4 separate regions of the Mus musculus genome follow, and all the other regions are linked to region 4. The links are chromatin contacts, called in public ChIA-PET, Hi-C and HiChIP or PLAC-seq maps. All regions are on one chromosome and are shown on one strand. The core of a region is the stretch at or near the end of the contact, and the rest is flanking DNA. Distances in the headings are between cores, read along the strand shown.

Region 1 (4,184 bases), core at 432-2,931, 490 kb after region 4:
TCGCTGTTTGGGAGGATCAGGGGAAGAAGTCGATTCGCCCACGCTTAGTGATTTAGACTGTATTTCAACATCAACTTGGGGGAGGAAGAGACAGAAAAGACACGGTGTTTCCTTATTACTCCTCAAAGGAGGAAGTGCTTGGTTCTGTCAACATAAGCCGATCTCTCCAAGGTGCCTGACAGAGGAGGAGGGAATACAGTTTCCACAGCTGTGAATTCCTGCACCAGCTTTGGTCCACACTTATGTGGTCTTGATCAACCCCCGCCCTTTACCTTGCTTTGGTTTCCTTCTCGGTAAATTGGGAATGGTGGGGAAAACAATGCTCTCCAGGGCCATTAAAACCTCTCATTGCTCTAACATGCTGTGGTTATCTCTGCAACCATGGAGACCTTTGTGCCATATGGACCATGTGACTTCTGGCTCCCATACTTCCTGAAGTTATGGGCACACACCATATACCATTGGGCGTGTGCTGACTGTAGAGGAATTGGGTGACTGGCCATATGAGTTTTAGAGATTTTCCCAGGGCAAGAGGGTTCTCTTGGCTCTCAATTTTTCTGGTCCCTCATGCCTCAGTGGTCCCCTGTGTGTGGGTCAGGCATGCTTGTTTAGCGGTGCCAGACTGAAGCTCCGGCCTTCCGGTGTACCAAGCAAGTGTTGTACTCCTGAGTCAGGTTTTCTTCAGTTAGATGCTAACTAAGCTCTCTGAGAGACCCTCAAAGTTTTTGAGGTGTAGCTCAGTCAGTAGAGTGCTGCATCTGCAAGAGCAAATCTCTGGGTTCAAAGGTCAGTACTACCTAAAACCAGGAATGGCAGTGCCATCCCCTACCTGTAATCCCAGCACTCCTGAGGTACAAGCAGGAAGATCAGGAATGCAAAGTTACTGTAGCTGTAAGTTCGAAGCCAGCCTGAGCTAGTTGAGACCCCCTTACCTCAAAATAAATTTAAGTTACAATTCTAAATTAAATTAAAATGTCTAGGGCTGGAGAGATGGCTTAGTGGTTAAGAGCACAGACTGCTTTTCCAGAGGTCCTGAGTTCAATTCCCAGCAACCACATGGTGGCTCACAACCATCTGTAATGGAATCTGATGCCCTCTTCTGGTATGTTTGAAGAGAGCGATGGTGTACTCATATACATAAAATAAGTAAATAAATCTTTTTTTAAAAAAATGTTTAAGTTCCTCGGAGTTCTTGTTAAGTTCAACGGACAAAAGATAGACTAAAATAACCACGTCTGCCCTTAATCTTTCAGCAGCCATTTCTCTCCCTCCGCATAAAGCTCCTTCTAACCTTGTTATTTCTCAATCTCTTCGGCAACTCTCCAATCTGCTAAACTCCACCTGCTGGCTGGAGGTATAGCACAGAGAACCCGCGGCTCCTAAATAGTCACTAAATAAAACGACCTGGCTTCAGCCTTCCCCTGAAGATTGGTGCAACAACGTGGACTTCTCCCAGTTTTCCCCACACCTTGGGTCTTTCTCACTTGCGGGGAATCCGGCAATTAAATCCTTAGGCGAGTCTACGGAATTTAAATTCAATAGAGCAGAACCAGCAACGCCGCCTTAAGTCTTTCTCCCTTCCAATGCCAGAGGGCGCTCCAGAGCCGCAAGCCTGACCCCACCCCCTCTCCTTCCAAGCCAATCGTTACTCTGAGAGGCGGGGCTACTCGCCGGCGCTTGCGTGTTAAGAGGGGGGCGGTGCGGGCCCGGAAGCAAGGATGTAGGAGCTGAACTTGAGTGGTGGGCTGTGGACTCTGGGATGCTGCTGCTGCTGCTGCTGCTGCTAGTGGCTGCGGCCCAGGCAGTGGCCCTGGCTCCGCGCCGCTTCACTCCGGACTGGCAGAGCTTGGACTCGCGGCCACTGCCGAGCTGGTTCGATGAGGCCAAGTTCGGGGTGTTCGTGCACTGGGGGGTGTTCTCGGTGCCCGCCTGGGGCAGTGAATGGTTCTGGTGGCACTGGCAGGGCGATCGGATGCCGGCCTACCAGCGCTTCATGACAGAAAACTACCCGCCCGGCTTCAGCTACGCCGACTTCGCACCGCAGTTCACAGCGCGCTTCTTCCACCCGGATCAGTGGGCCGAACTCTTTCAGGCTGCCGGGGCCAAGTGAGTGCGGGACGGGCGCGAGGCGGGAGCAGGCAGGCCATAGCCGGCGCTGCCTGACCTCGGAAGGTCCAGGACCCTACGTTCTGCATCTCGGAGGAAGGACGCTAAAGACGAGAATCCAGCTGAGGATCAGTTAAAAAAATAAATAAATAAAATAAAATAAAATAAAATTAAGGCGGGAAAGCACTGGGTGGTACACCTGTGCGGAGAGAGACTAGAATCAGGCTACATCGGTGTCTCGTTTGAAAGGTCCAGAACACAGCCCAGATTCCCGTCGGTGGCCCTGAGTTGTAGATCTGACCAGTCCCCTTAGGCTACGGGTAGCGTCCGTCCGTGGAAGCTTATAAAAAAGCGCCGCCTGACTTCCTTGTAGCCCTGTGCCTCTAAAGGAAGAAGGAAGGATGGAAGTTTGGGGTTGCTCTTTGTTGGGGTCTCCCTCACTTCTCACTTGCTTATAGTAGAACTCAGAGGAGGAAGGGGGTTGTTTGGGCAAAGCCCTGCAGAGGAAGTGCGTTTTGAGAGCCCTCTAAGCCAGAGAAAATATTGGCTGACTTTGGACGCGGGATTTGGCCACTGTGAGGGCAGCCTCCCGCTCCTGGCTTAGTGTAGTCCTCCGCTCTCTTCATTGATTTTCTGCCAAACTCCGACTTTTTATTCCCTCGGGACGTTAGGTTTTCTCCCCCGAAGGGAAAGGCTGTGTATAGCTGGCACTTAGTATTTTCGCCAAGTAAAAGGCCTGAGGGAACAGAAATCTGTCATCTTGCCATCTTGAGAGCCGTAATTTACAAAGTTGAACTCCAGCCTTTTTCCAGACTTCCTGTTTAATGGACGAGGTAACTAGCCCAGAGAGAGGAAGGAGAGGAAGGAGCCTGGTGTCCTAGACTGCAGGTCTATGATCTGGAAGTGAAAGCTCCAGAAAGCTCATGGGACAGGTGTGCCCAGGCTCTGCAAGCCATACCCAGAGGGCGTGGTTATTTGCTTGTTGAGTGGGAAGGGATTTTATATTTCAGAAGGACTTTTTGAAAGGGGAAAGAGATGTATTGCAGGAAGGACTGATGAAGTTCAGGGGCCCCTACACCAGCTAGTGGTAAAATCTCATGTAACATGCTATCTTTTCCTATAAAAGTAAGTGATATATTGAATGGACTGATTATCTCAACACATTTTTTTTTTCAGTCCTAGATATTTGAGCCTTTGTCACCTTAAATGACAGGCAGTTTCACAATCTTGGTTAAGAAAACAAGCAGATGGGGGCTGGAGAAATGGCTCAGCGGTTAAGAGCACTGACTGTTCTTCCAAAGGTCCTGAGTTCAATTCCCAGCAACCACATGGTGGCTCACAACAACCATCTGTAATGGGATTTGATGCCCTCTTTCTGGTGTGTCTGAAGACAGCTATGATGTACTCATACATATAAGTAATATAAATAAACAAATATTAAAAAAAAAAGAAAACGAGCAGGTGCTTGTGTCTGCTTTTTGCTCTTGCCAATAGATTGGGGCACAGGGTTGACACAGGTTCATCACTTATTTCCAGAAGGGTTGAACCTGAGAGCTAAGTAGCACAGCATTTCTTCTGCCAGCCTCCCCTCTGCCTCTGAACCTCCAGTGCCTCCATCCATTCTTGAGTCATACCTGCACAGGGATAATTATCACTATAGAAACATCATCACGGTTGTCATGGTGACTCATCCCAAGGGCCTATCCTTTTCATCAAGACCTGCCCGACTTGTTAAAATTCTCAGACATGCCTGGCAAGGCCATGGTTGTGGACATCGCCCAACTCCTTTGTTCTCGTTTGGTTTTGATGCCTGCAGGTACGTCGTCCTGACCACAAAGCATCATGAAGGCTTCACAAACTGGCCAAGCCCTGTGTCTTGGAACTGGAACTCGAAGGACGTGGGGCCCCACCGTGATTTGGTCGGTGAGTTGGGAGCAGCTGTGCGGAAGAGGTGGGTGTCTGTGGACAGCCAGCGACTCCACCAACCTCCCTATCTAGCCCTCCAGAGAGCCAGTCTGGGTCCCCTTGTTTGTCTGCTAGGGTCATTTAGCCAGAGAGCAGATGGACTCCCAGACTTT
Region 2 (4,043 bases), core at 381-2,880, 510 kb before region 4:
TGCAGTTTGAGAACTTTTACCATTGGTGGATGGGATGGGATGGGGGCTTCTGGAGGTTAGAGAACAACTTTTGGAAGTCAGTTCTCTCCTTCCACTCCACTGCAGGTTGTCAGTAGTGCTCCACAAGCATTTTTTTCTTCTTTTTTTAAAGATTTATTTATTTATTATATGTAAGTACATTGTAGCTGTCCTCAGACACTCCAGAAGAGGGCATCAGATTTCATTATGGATGGTTGTGAGCCACCATGTGGTCGCTGGGACTTGAACTTGGGACCTTTGGAAGAACAGTCGGCGCTCTCAACCACTGAGCTATCTCACCAGTCCCACAAGCATTCTTTATTGCTGAGCCATCCTGGTGGCCACAGTAAGGTTTTTATTTCTTCACTTTCGCTGTATATTGGGGAAGGAGGAGGAAGGAGGCACGAACAAAGAGTCCTTATTTCTGTCATCTCCCTCTAAAATCCAGAGCTTCTGTAAAACCCTGCCTAATTTCTAAGAACACCATCTCCCAATATTGAAATAGCTATTTCGTTCAGTGCTGTTCACTTACCCACAGTTTTCAAGGTCAGATATGCCTCATGACATTGAGTGTTTGGAATTTGCCCTGGAAATAAGATTAAATGTCCTGTCCTAATCACACTTGTCTTAGAACAGACCTATCGGGCTCAGGAAATGGCTTACTATTAAGAGCACTTGCTGCATTGCCTAGCACAAAGTCTGGGTTCCCAACACCCCCATACTTGGTGGCCCACAATGGCTCTGTCTTCGGTGGCATCCTGTACACACAAATTACTCTCTCTCTCTCTCTCTCACACACACACACACACACACACACACACACACACACACAATCAAGGATCACTGTTGCTCCTCAAAGGTCAACTGTGGTCGTTGGAATTCCTGTCTCGACCTCAAATTACCTTAATTAGCTCAAACAAGGCCGTTAAAGCAGCCTTTCTAAATTAAAACTATATCTTCGGGGTCCAGGGATACCCCTCCCAATCTCCACCATAGGAGGAGCCAAGAAGGGAAGCTGGGCAGCGGCTGGGGGAGGGAGGGGACGACACATGACCCGGGGACGACCGAGGCACGGGAACCGACTTGTCCTCTGTGTCCTTGATCCAGCTTTTGAGCCGGCTAAATTCTTTGCTACCCTCTCCTTTTCCCGAATTTCAAAATCGAAAGCAGGAAAGGAAGCCAAACTAAACCAAACCAAACCAAACAAAGAAAAACAAAGTTGGGCGTGGTGGCGCAGACCCCCTAGCTGAGAAGCAGAGACATGGGGATTGCCGCGAGTTCGAGGCGTGACAGGGGTACACAGCTAGCTCCTGTCTCAAAAAAAAACTCAAGATCCAAAAGCAGCCAAGGACCCCACAAACAAACAAACAAAAAACCCTGAAGTAAACAAATCCTCAAAATACCCGGATGTAGAAGGCGGGCGGGAGTGGGGGATGGGGAGGAGGCGCGGCCGTTGGTGGAGTGACAACTGACGCGCATGCGTGTCTCCAAGGCGCAGCCAACATCGCTTGGCGATTGGACGAGAGTGGGACCCGCCCTTTCGCACGGATGTCTGTGCGCATGCTCGGCGCCAGCTTCCAGTATTTTCGATGCTGACGTCGCCACTAAGCTCAGTCCCAGTCTGGACTTTGGCAGTGGAGGTTCCTGTGCTCTCCGGTCGCTGGAATCGGGAACCTCGCCCGCTTCGGTTCCTGGTCGCAGAGAAAGGTGCCCGCTTGGCCTCTCTCGCCCTCGCGAGCTCTTCATCCGTTTAAGGTGAGTGGGGCCGCTTGGTCAGGGACCGGTTCGCCCTGGGGTGTCGCGCACGCGCACTGGGCACTGCGCGCCCCACCTGGATGATAGACTCTTGACTTTCTCTGTAGTTCCTAGACGCCGTTGCGTTTGCGGACCGATCTCCGTTTTCAGAAGGGAGCCATGTCCTCGGCCGCCATGTCTAAATACGTGAACGACATGTGGCCCGGCTCTCCGCAGGAGAAAGCCTCGCCGTCCACCTCGGGCTCGGGCCGCTCCAGCCGCCTGTCGTCGCGCTCCCGCAGCCGCTCTTCGTCCCGCAGCTCCCGACGCGACTCCCGCAGCTCTAGCCGCTCGTCCTCGCGCAGCCACAGCCGGCCGCGGAGGAGCAGACGGTCCCGATCCCGGTCCCGCAGGCGCCACCAGCGCAAGTACAGGCGCTACTCACGCTCGTACTCACGCAGCCGGTCGCGCTCCCGCAGCCACCGCTATCACCGCGACAGCCGTTACGAGCGGCCGCGGAGGTACTACAAGTCGCCGTCGCCCTACCGCTCCCGGAGCAGGTCGCGCTCCCGCGGGAGGTCGCAGCACCGGTGGTCGTACTACGCGATCACTAGAGGGCGGCGCTACTACGGCTTCGGCCGGACGGTGTACCCCGAGGATCGCCCCAGGTGGAGGGAAAGATCCAGAACCAGGTCGCGCAGCAGGAGTAGAACCCCATTTCGCCTGAGTGAGAAAGGTGCGTTTTATCAGGTTGAGGTTTGTGCCCTTGGTGGGGGTGGTGTTGGGGATTGAGTTCTGGACGCTTATCACCGAGCCACCTCCCCAGCTCCTCCCCGCGTTTAACTTCCTCAGCGCGCTGTGAGTCAGCCAGGGAGTCATGTGGTTGAGCAGTTTAGCTGGGATTTCGTAAGATTAGGCCCAGGACATCTTAACATCTAGGCCTGCGTTTGTTTTGGTGCTGGAAGTCTTTTGAGATTTCTTGAAGTGAGAGAGAGTTTTTTGTTTAGTTAGTAGTTAGGTAGAATATAGTTTCTCACGTATTTCCTTTCACCTTGTGAGTAAAGTCCATGCCGGATGTGACCGGTGCAGTAACCTGAACTAAAGTCCATTTATGGCTGTGGTGGTCAAGAGAGAGGAGGCTCACTCTTTCCTACTAGCTGGGTGAAGTCAAAACACATTTTTTTTTTTCATGATTTACTCAAAAATGGGTTTTGACTGGCCTTTCTGTTAAGTAACATGGCAATTTGATGTTACAAAGTAGGTAAGTTTGAGCTTGTGTGCAGACTCTGTATCAAGATTAGTAGTCTAGATAACTGTGCTATAAAGTTTATCAAACACTTCAGTTTACAGAAATAAACATTTAAAGAAAAGGCAAAATAGGGCTGTTTGTCAGAACAAAACTAACTTGTTGAGGTAATTAAGGAAAGTTGGGTTTTTTTCCTCACTATAAAGGGATTTTTTTTAGAATTGCTTTACATATAAAGAGAAAAACATTGTTTTAGGAGAGGTACTTAGTAGAGGATAACGAATGTCTTAATGCCCTTAGATCGAATGGAGCTACTAGAAATAGCAAAAGCCAACGCAGCAAAAGCTCTGGGAACAGCCAACTTCGACTTGCCAGCAAGTCTCCGAGCCAAGGAGGCAAGCCAGGGGACAGCTGTTTCCAGCAGTGGGCCAAAGGTGGAGGTAAGTGCCTTCAGGAAGCTGCTGCCAGCATTTATTACCCTTTGCCAGTGAACACAACCCTCCTGGGGTTCTTTATATCATTTGTCCAGAACAAAACCTTAATCTGACAAGTATCAGCCTGTCTCACAGGAAACTGGGAGACGATGGACTACTTTCGTGTCGACACTTGGACACTTGGTTTGCTCTTTACACTACAGTAAAAACAGTACATTGTTGGTAATACTTTCTCTCCCTCTAGTCTCTAGAGACTGGAGTGTTGTCAGTAGTTTTCATGTACACCATTATGTTCCCAAGTCTGTGCTCAGCATACAGTATAGTTTATCTGCTTTATTTCTGTCTTATAGAAATCATGAATGTGGTCTCCAGACAGTGATGAAGAAAATCTGTTGGTAATTGATGATGGGTTCAAGTGTCAGAGTTTATGTTTACAGACTAAAGCTTAGCCATTGTTGAAGGGAGTTGGTGTGCATGCTAGAGTTTTGGGCTAGGGACTGTTTGTGTAAGGCAGTGACAGCTCAGCAGCCTAGAGGCACTGTCATGGTGGGCATCTGTGATCTAGACGTCCTTCACATGATATATGCAATATATTCCAGATGTTTTGAGAG
Region 3 (4,542 bases), core at 1,752-4,251, 350 kb before region 4:
GGTCTGAAGATTAACACACTCAACTCGATCCTGATTCTGCTCTCACCCAAGGCCTCTCTAGGCCTCTCCTGGAGGCTGATGGAGGTGAGTGGAGGTACCCTGGTGCCTCTGACTGGTGAGTTGACCCAGAGGCTCAGCAGCCACAGCAGGAAGCCATGTGGCTGGCAGGTATACCCATCACAGACAGCTTGAATCAGCCTCTGGGCGGTGGCACTCGATAGGCCACAGGGATAGCAGGAGGGGCAGAGCCAGCCAAGTCTGTTGGAGCCCACACAGGGACAAGCCGTACCCTAGGTGCTGTACACGGAGCTGTGGAGTTTGGCGTTAGCCTTGCTGGCTTAGGGACTTGTCAGGATCTGTTTTTTCCTTCTTCATTCCTCTCCATGTCACTGAACACTAGAAGTATGTAATTTAATTATTTTTGCCTGCACGTATATATGTATACTGCACATGTGCCTGGTGCCTACGGAGGGCAGAAGAGGGCATCAGATTCCCTGTAATTTAACTGGAGTTACAGATGGTTGTGAACCACTATGTGGATCCTGGGAACCCAGCTCAGGCCCTCTGTAAGAGCGACAGGTGCTCTTAACCACGGAGCCATCTCTCCAGCCCCTGTAACTTGCTTTTTCATTTTGCAGGGTCTTACAGCTAAGTGTGAGTCTCAGAAGTGGTTTTAGACTTCGGTGGCCTCACGGGGGGTTGGGATCATATTGATCTGTGTCCATCAATGAGACTGTGGTCTTATGAATTGTGTTGGGACTTCGAAGGCTCTAAGATAGTAAATGCCAGACTGGGTGTGTTTTGCATTCTGCGATGGCTGTGACCCTCTGGGGCCGTGGCTGGAATGTTGCCGTGTGAATGTGAACCGTCTCTCACAGGATCATGTGTTGGTCTGCAGCTGGTGGCTATGTTTTAGGAGGTGGTGAGGCAGGCTAGAAGATAAGATCTTCTGGATCCACGAGCTCCTGCATCTTGGAGTGAACTGCCCCAGCCACCACGTCTTCCCCTGACATGATAGATGGAAACCCACAGATGCCATGAGCCAGAGCAAACCGCTGTCACCTTGGATGGCTTGCCAGGGGTTTCAGTAGAGCGACAAGAAGAGCAATGAGAACGCTCTCAGGGTTGGCACCAAAGAAGCAGCCACTCAGGGCTGGAATCCTGCCGTGCACCAACTCTACGGCTATGGCCCACCCTCAACCTCTGCTGCCTCAGTCTCAATCTCAGGCCCAAGACTCACTAGGTCACCACTTCCCTGGAACCTCTCCATGACTCCCCTGCCACTCTGGGGTGAGCACTGTCCTGCTCTGGCCCTGGTGACCCCTTGACCCTCAAGAATGGAGCTCAGTATGCCTTTCTCAGGGCCACACTAGCCCTATCCATTGCCAATGGCTAAGCACAGCAGAGCCCAGAGTCCCCTCCCCCATGTTCCCATGATGCTCTGGGGCTATAATGTTGGCAACACCTCTGAGTCCATAGAACGGTGGTTACCTGCTGTCCAGAGAAGCAGGTCCTCTGAAAAGCTCCTCTGGGTCTTTGCTGTCACCTTAAAATCCTTACCAGTCAGCAGACTGATTCCCTTGACGGTGACCACAGGGATGTCTGTATTGTGACAGAGAAGTTTCTAGAAAATGTCCCTGAGACCACCCTCTGGTTACTTTTCTGGTGGGACCTGCTCAGCCTACAATCTTGGGTGCTAGCTATTGTGTTTGCCCAGGTGCTTGGGACACTTGGGGGCGGGAGGGAGGCAGGGCTGGTTTCTATTCTGAAAACATTTCGGTTGGGTCAGGGACCCGGGCAGAAATGTGTGAACTTCTATGGTAGTGATAGCAGTGGGCATGCAGAGAAGAGCAGGCACCTGCCAGGGGAAGTGAATTCTTGAGGTCTCAAACTTGGGGACATACAAATGAGGTGGGGAGGATCCAGAGTGGAAGAAACTTACATGGAGGCTCCGAGTGCATGGCTAGCCTGACTGCCTGTCCTGGGTTCAAGTCCTGCTATGATGTTCCTCACTATAAGAAAATATACACTGCCTCAGTGTCCTCAAATATAAAACGGAAGATGTCTAAGACTGTTCCGTGGACCTGTCCAGTGGAACTCTTCACAGGCAGGAAGTTTGGGGGGAGGTTTGTTTGTTTGTTTGTTTGTTTGTTTTTGTGGTGCTGTGGATGGAACCCAAGGCCTTATGTACCACTGGGCTTCACCCACAGCCCCTCAGTGGGATTAGTCCCATGACATGTTCTACACAAAGTAAACACTCATTAAATCTCATCCGCCTCTCTAATCCCCAAAGCTTTTATTGAGCACCAGCTGTATGCCAGGTGCTCCCAGATGATCCGCATACATATCCACACATCTGAACCCAAAGTCAGGAATGTGGAGATTGCCTGAAGTCCTGGAGAGGTTGAGGGGGGCTTCCTGGAGATGAAGTGTGAGGCTGTGTTTCACCCCCACTCCCCGAACAGACAGTGGTTCCAGCTTGGGCAGAACAGCCAAGCCCTTGAGCACCGGGAGCCCAGGGCTCCCGTGGGACAAAGGAGCCACTCTGGGCACTCCCCAAGCCTTTCAGGAGTCCCTGTAGGGGAAGGCCCCAGCAGGCTTGGTTCTCAAGCAGTAGAGCCTCCGGCAGGCATCAAACAACAAAAAGGCTTTTCTCACTGCCAGTGAGTCACCCGCCTCGAGAGCGAGCGAGTGAGCGAGCGAGCGGGCCCTTGCACTAGCTAGAGAAGACAAAACCACACATCTGAAGAAGTTTCCCACGGGCCACCGCTGGCTTTAAATAGCTGCACCAAGCCTTGGAGGAGGTGGTGGGTGGAGTGGGGAGCCAGGGCGCTTTGCCAGTCCACCAGGGTCTCACTTTAGACCCTGTCCTGACCATCAAGCCCAATAACTTGTGTAGACTGGAACGCAACCTCCTGGGGACCGTGCAGATGTGTAGAAACCTGGAGGCAGCAGCTGGACACATAGACAGCTGGACAGACCTCCAGCCAGCAGCAGGAGTGGGGTGACTCCGGAAAGGGGGAAGTTGACCTCTCTGTGCACCATAAGCAGCCTTCAGGCCTTGCTGGGCCTTCTGGTTGTCACCTGACACACACACACACACACACACACACACACACACACACACACACACACACACACACCAGGCTCAGCTCCCCCCTCACCCAGCCCATTCGTGACTGCTCCCTGGGCGGCGTTTCCGGAGGCAGGCTCGAAGCTGGGCGGCTGACGCACTTGCTGCCCCCCAGCAGGGCTGGGTGTGAATAGAGCCCCCCATCTCCCTTTCCCGTAAATGAGCTCACCCCAGCTGCGCATGGTTCTAAGAAACAGGAGATGCGCACCCGTCCCTCATCCACAGCGCTGGGCGAAGCTTTTCTCCTGCTCCTCCCACAGCCCAGGCTTCAGGCTGGGGCCACCGCAGGCTGGCAAAAGCCCTTCCCTGTGGGTGTGAATAAATGTCTTGAGTGTCGGGGCAGCTAGGGTCATCAGGTCTCAGAGGACAGACAGGCCCTCAGATATGTGGGAGAACAGTCATGTGCCCTCCCAGTCAGGAAGATTACAAAGCCCCTAAGGGCTGTCAGCAGCTCACCAGTGCAGGCCTTGGTGACCATCTGAGTCAGGATTCACAGCAGGCCATGACTTGCCCAGTCACACAGCATGCCAGTGGGGATCTAGGTAGACTACTGTGTGATTCTATGTCCTGACCAGTGCATAGGTGTCAAGCATTCACTCAACAAACAAACTGAATCCCTTGTGGGAGACAGACTCTAGATTAAGAAGATATTATCATACCTGAGAGATTAAAACATAATATAAATATATAATGTATAACATGTAATTTATAATATGGTATTTAATATGTAATATGTCATGTGTGCTATATGATATATCACGTATAATCATGTATCATGTATAATAATGTGTAACATGTAATATAATAAAGTAAAATATATAATATATGATATAATGTATAATATATATTCTCAGCAGGAGCCAGGCTGAGCCCAGATTTTTGTGCTACCTATTTGGGCCTCTAGGTTTGGAAGAACAGTCCAGAGTAAGGAGGCCCAGCCTCCTCCACCTTATACAGTTCCTCAAGTTACCGGACAGCTCCCGAGGCTCCAGTGGGCTGTGAGAGGTTGAGGTGGGTGACTGTTGGTGGCTGTCAGTCAGCAGCTCAGGGACACCAGCTCTCCTGCTGCCCTCCCCCCCCACACACACACACAGGGCCCCATACAGGAGGCCTTCAGAGGTGGCACATGGTCGAGGGACAGTGTGGATGAAGCCTGCGCATTTCTGCTGTCCCACAGGACAGATGAGTAGTGGCCATCTGCTAAGCCACCACGGAGCACTTGTGACACTGTGCTCAGGACACTGCTGGCACTGTGTGGCATCCCTGTGGTCCAGGCTAGCAGATCCCCGTCTCCTCAGGCTACAGGCCAAAAGTAGGAACCTGGTTATCATGGGGCAAAGGGAGGCATTCAAATGCAACAGTCTCCCATGTTTGCTCCCTCTCACCTCTGTCTATTTGTCTGCCTCTCT
Region 4 (4,155 bases), core at 583-3,082:
ACACTTCCTGTAACATCATGCAGCATTGCTTCTCGTGGGTTAGTGAGCACTCCAAGGTTTTAAAACCTTAAAATATAGCATGATTGAATAGTTAAAAAAAAAAAAATCAAATCTGTGTTCCCCCAAAACACTAAAAGCTCCTCTCTTGGAAACTGGCTGCCAATGAAGCAAATTGGAAAGCTGCAGTGAAGAGTAACAGGATACTGATTTCATCTTTTTCATAATCCTCCCACATCCAATGTATAACTGAACGCTAACGTGAAATCCCCATCAAAATGAACAACTGTGCATGCTGCATAAACACCCAGACTCTGAGACTTAATATATTCCTCAAATTCTGCCCTTTTACTTACTTCTGAGTTTGTGTACATGCATCAGGTGTGTGCATAAGCCCTCAGAGGTCAGAGGAGGGGTGGGATCACCTGGAACTGAAGTTACATACGGGTGCTAGGACTCAGAGCCCAGTTCTGTGCAAGAGCAGTAGGTGCTCTTAACAGTGGACATCCCCCGCCCCCGGCACACTATTTTGTTAACATATATTTATTGAATGTTTATATGTGTGTTTGACTGTGGCCTCAGCAACACTCAGGTATTAGTCAAAGGACAACTTGCAAAAGCTGATTCTCTCCTCCTGCCATGTTGATCCCCGGGATCCGGGAACTCCAACTGTCAGGCTTTGCAGTAAGTGTGTCTGTCTGTACCAGCTGAGCCATCTCATAGGACTACATATTGATATATTGGACTAGAGGTAATGGCATTGTGTTAAGATAGGTTTTATTTTGTTTTGTTGGGCAGGACCGTATTATGTAGTCCAGACTAGTCTCCCACTTGCTAATATTATAAACGTGTGCCACACCCAGTTCTTAAAATAACATTTTAAAGTAATCACTAATCATAGCTACAGATGGTCAATTACTTCTCTGGCCAACTAGTAGATGAGAGACTTCTACGAAAAGTTCAAGTAAATGTATTGTCCTAGATAGCCTTCAATATTGGGACGCGAATATATATATATTTGGTTTTAAACCCTACAATAAAACATCACTCTACATAATCCTAGTTTGAATCTGAAACATGGACGTGAGCCGCTAGAATCTTAATCCCCAGAGGAGATGATGAGATTTCGCACGGAAGCTGGAACCCCACAACCTGGAAACAGACAGCTATTGAAGGGTTCAAGAGGAAGCGGACAAGTTTCCAGATGCCAGGGAAGCAGAGAAGCACGAGGATTCCTGCATCCTGGGGGAGGGGAGGAGAGAGGGGAGTGGGGCTTCCACCTGCTGCCAGGAGGGTTTTACTAGCCACACCTTCCCTGCCCTCCGGGAGGGGGGGGCCAGGTTGGGCCTGACATCTTTCAAAAAGTCGAACTGCGGGTGGAGAAATTGCTGGTGGAGGAGAAAGGACCTGGGGGCGAGGGTTGTTTTGCAGGACGTTACCCCGAAGCTGCTGGGGGAGATCCTGGGCATCAGGCGGTTGGTCCTTAGCAACGTCTAGGGGGTTCCTGGAGGATCTGGGCAGCTGCTGCTCTAGCTGAGGCTGCTTTAACTTTCAGGGATCCTGGGGATCCATCACCCAGAGCTGCTGCAAACCTGTTCCGAGCGGCCGCGACCCGGCCCCGCCCTGCGAAGGGGAGACTCACCTGTGCGCTCGAGGGGAGAGGCCCGAGGGGGGATGCCCACGAGCGCGGCCTGGGGCGGACAGACCCTCACCACCCGGAGCCACCACGCCCTCAACGCGGGCCGCAGCGGCCGCCTCAGCCGGCGACACGGGCGGTGACCTAGGGCTGAGCGAGGTTGCCAGCGTCGCGCGCGCTCCCGGGCCCGCGCGCCTCGCGCCCTCCCTGGGTTCCTCGCGCCCAGGGGGCGCGCTGCGCCGGCGCACAGACAGGAGGGCGGGGCTGACAGCTGGGTGGGCGGGAGTCGCCGAGTGGTGGGCGGGGCTCTGGGGGCGGGGGTGGGTTCTGCGCGCGCGCATTCGCCTGCTCCTCTTGGCTGGCTGGCACTGGCTTTGAGGGACTTGGGCCGGCACTCTTTTTTTTTTTTTTTCCCACCCCCCCTGGGCCGGCACTCTTAAGGCAGAGGCTTTCCTTGACCTCCAGAACGGGACTTTTGATGTCCCCTTGGTATCCGCCGCCCCCAAGAAACATTTTCTCTCTCTTTTTGCTGACCTCACGTGACAGTGACAGGAACAGCTAGCCGGGATACTAGGAACCTTCTCGGGGCGGGTTCCTGTGAGCTTAACCCGGGGTAGCCTTCTAGGAACCTGGCAGCCGGATGTGCCCGACCTCGCCCCGCAGCTCCCGTCGCCCAGTAGAGGCGATGGCGACGTGGCTGTGCTATGGGTGTCACCAGGTGTGTGACTGCGCGCGCCCCATCCCTCCCTCCATTGCACCCAGCACAGATGTACAATATTAATGATATTTGCGTTTGCCTTTCCACACAGTCTTGCTTATCTCCCTTGGAGATAATGGAACATTAATTATGTCTAGGTCAGGGTTTAGGCTAGTAGTAGCGCCGAGGCTGGCTGGCATTTTAATTTTAATTGCTGTTGCTGAGACCAGCCTGTCAGGGAGCTGTGCCCTCTTCCAGCTCACAAACTGGATGAACGGTACAGAGCTGGAGAACTCTCAGCTCCCGCTAGAAGGATTCTGCTCTGCTATCCAGGCCGTATGGCTCAGTTCTGAGGGTCCTTGCTCCCAACCCCGGACGCACGTGATGGAAGGAGAGAACTCCTGCAAGTGTTCTCTGACTTCCACACGGCTGCCCTTCTGAATAATAAACAAATAATAAATAGAAAATCAGCTTTTGTCATTTACGCAAGACCCTTCATAGGACAAATGAAACAAGGGGGTCAAAACTAAGGACACAGTGTTGTCACTCGGTGAGAGTCATGGGCACAAAATGCAGGGCATAGCATCCTCGTCAGAGTGACTCCCATAGTGTCCCCCACAGGATCACAGTGTTGTATCCCTTTTGCTTTAGGAAGTTTCTGCAGCTTTCCACCCTGAGGCTCCTGATTAAACTTGACTTAACACGTCAAGTTCTTCACTTTTTCATCAAAGAATTATGGAGAGTGACTTCTATACTCACATCAAGAAGCATAGAAATGTTTCCCCTTGGGCTGGTGAGATGGCTAGATGGTTAAGAGCACTGACTGCTCTTCCAAAGATCCTGAGTTCAAATCTCAGCAACCACACGGTGGCTCACAACCATCTGTAATGAGATCTGACTCCCTCTTCTGGAGTGTCTGAAGACAGCTACAGTGTACTTACATATAATAATAAATAAATAAATCTTAAAAAAAAAGAAAGAAAGATTCTCTGAACTCAGTTTCTGAGGTGACTCAGTTGGCTAAATACTGGGTTCAGTGAGAAATTGCGTCTCAAAATATGCAATAAAGAGTAAATGTGGCCAGCTTCTTACCCCCACAGTCATATGTGCACAAGCACACAAGTATGCATGTGTATGTGTGTACATGCAGATTTGTGCACACATACACAGACGTGTATATGTAGCACACACATGATGGAGTTCTAAGTCAGTGTGTGTGGGAACTGCTGCATTCTCTACCCCTGCTCAGGAATGAATGAGCTCCGGGAGCCTTAGGAAGGGCTTGGAGCCATTCTAAGTTAAAAGCCTGGCTCCAGCTTGCATTGGTTATTATTTCCCAATGGTTATGAAGGCCCTGTGCTGGGGGTTGAGCTCATAAGATCAAGGAGCCTACCAAGAGAGAGGAGACAGTGGTTGTGAAAGGTTACATGTACCAGTGATGTGCTGGCAAGTAGAGAGAGAAGGTGGTACAAGTGCCTGAGGAGGGCTTCTGTAGGTAGTCAGATGGGAGGGGGCATTGCCCAATTAGTGACCACAGGGGCACATTGACATGTAGACAGACAGAACCCTATCTTTCCAAGTCTTACTGGCCATTCTCTCTCCTCTCTCCATCCTCCTCCCCTCAATCCTCACCCCCAACCTCTCTCCTTGTAGTCCAACACATAAAATAAAGCACACTGGAGGATGTGCACGCTGGATGACCTAACAGGAAAGCCTGAGGCTTCAGGAATGGCTGGACCCAGGGGCTCAAGCTACACCACTGGCTCGTCCCCCTTTCTCTCTATCTCTTAACTGTTTTCTTCCTCCATGCTGACAGCAAAAGTTA

Evidence for each region. Hi-C and Micro-C count contacts between places; a contact is called where the count stands out from the background. ChIA-PET counts read pairs in DNA pulled down with a chosen protein or histone mark. HiChIP or PLAC-seq counts read pairs in DNA pulled down with a chosen protein or histone mark.
Region 1: a contact with region 4 is called in an H3K4me3 HiChIP or PLAC-seq map of bone marrow-derived macrophages, with 3 times the contacts expected there. The contact joins the promoter of Fuca1 here to the promoter of Rcan3 in region 4. A contact is called at or near these places in 7 of 39 promoter capture datasets (the 3T3-L1 cell line, 3T3-L1-derived adipocytes, the C10 cell line and 3 more) and 2 of 115 datasets of contacts at active chromatin or transcription factors (bone marrow-derived macrophages and effector CD8 T cells).
Region 2: a contact with region 4 is called in an RNA polymerase II ChIA-PET map of memory CD8 T cells, with 161 read pairs. The contact joins the promoter of Rsrp1 here to the promoter of Rcan3 in region 4. A contact is called at or near these places in 13 of 39 promoter capture datasets (the 3T3-L1 cell line, 3T3-L1-derived adipocytes, the C10 cell line and 8 more), 2 of 484 Hi-C or Micro-C datasets (CD4 T cells and regulatory T cells), 16 of 115 datasets of contacts at active chromatin or transcription factors (DN3 thymocytes, the SCID.adh cell line, T-cell acute lymphoblastic leukemia and 12 more) and 1 of 9 other capture datasets (liver).
Region 3: a contact with region 4 is called in a Hi-C map of Th1 cells, with 5 times the contacts expected there. The contact joins the enhancer-like site here to the promoter of Rcan3 in region 4. A contact is called at or near these places in 2 of 484 Hi-C or Micro-C datasets (CD8 T cells and Th1 cells) and 2 of 115 datasets of contacts at active chromatin or transcription factors (effector CD8 T cells and pancreatic cancer cells).

Annotation. Positions count from the first base shown.
Region 1 is chr4:135,919,045-135,923,228 of GRCm38.p6, forward strand. Fuca1 (fucosidase, alpha-L- 1, tissue) reads left to right here and starts at 1,682. Exons shown (of 8, transcript NM_024243.4): 1 at 1,682-2,106; 2 at 3,923-4,057. The coding sequence starts at 1,760. Cnr2 (cannabinoid receptor 2 (macrophage)) reads left to right here. Exons shown (of 2, transcript NM_009924.4): 2 at 1-1,175.
Region 2 is chr4:134,921,995-134,926,037 of GRCm38.p6, forward strand. Rsrp1 (arginine/serine rich protein 1) reads left to right here and starts at 1,631. Exons shown (of 5, transcript NM_023665.3): 1 at 1,631-1,773; 2 at 1,881-2,488; 3 at 3,299-3,438. The coding sequence starts at 1,933.
Region 3 is chr4:135,077,345-135,081,886 of GRCm38.p6, forward strand. No RefSeq gene overlaps it. Among named protein-coding and RNA genes, the nearest start is that of Gm42327, 28 kb to the left of the region's middle. Within about 2 kb of position 3,002, at least 108 of the 459 cell types and tissues checked have an H3K27ac peak or open chromatin away from gene starts, as enhancers often do. A contact at or near this core is called in CD8 T cells, Th1 cells and effector CD8 T cells, where this site is marked.
Region 4 is chr4:135,431,973-135,436,127 of GRCm38.p6, forward strand. Rcan3 (regulator of calcineurin 3) reads right to left here and starts at 1,833. Exons shown (of 5, transcript NM_022980.4): 1 at 1,640-1,833.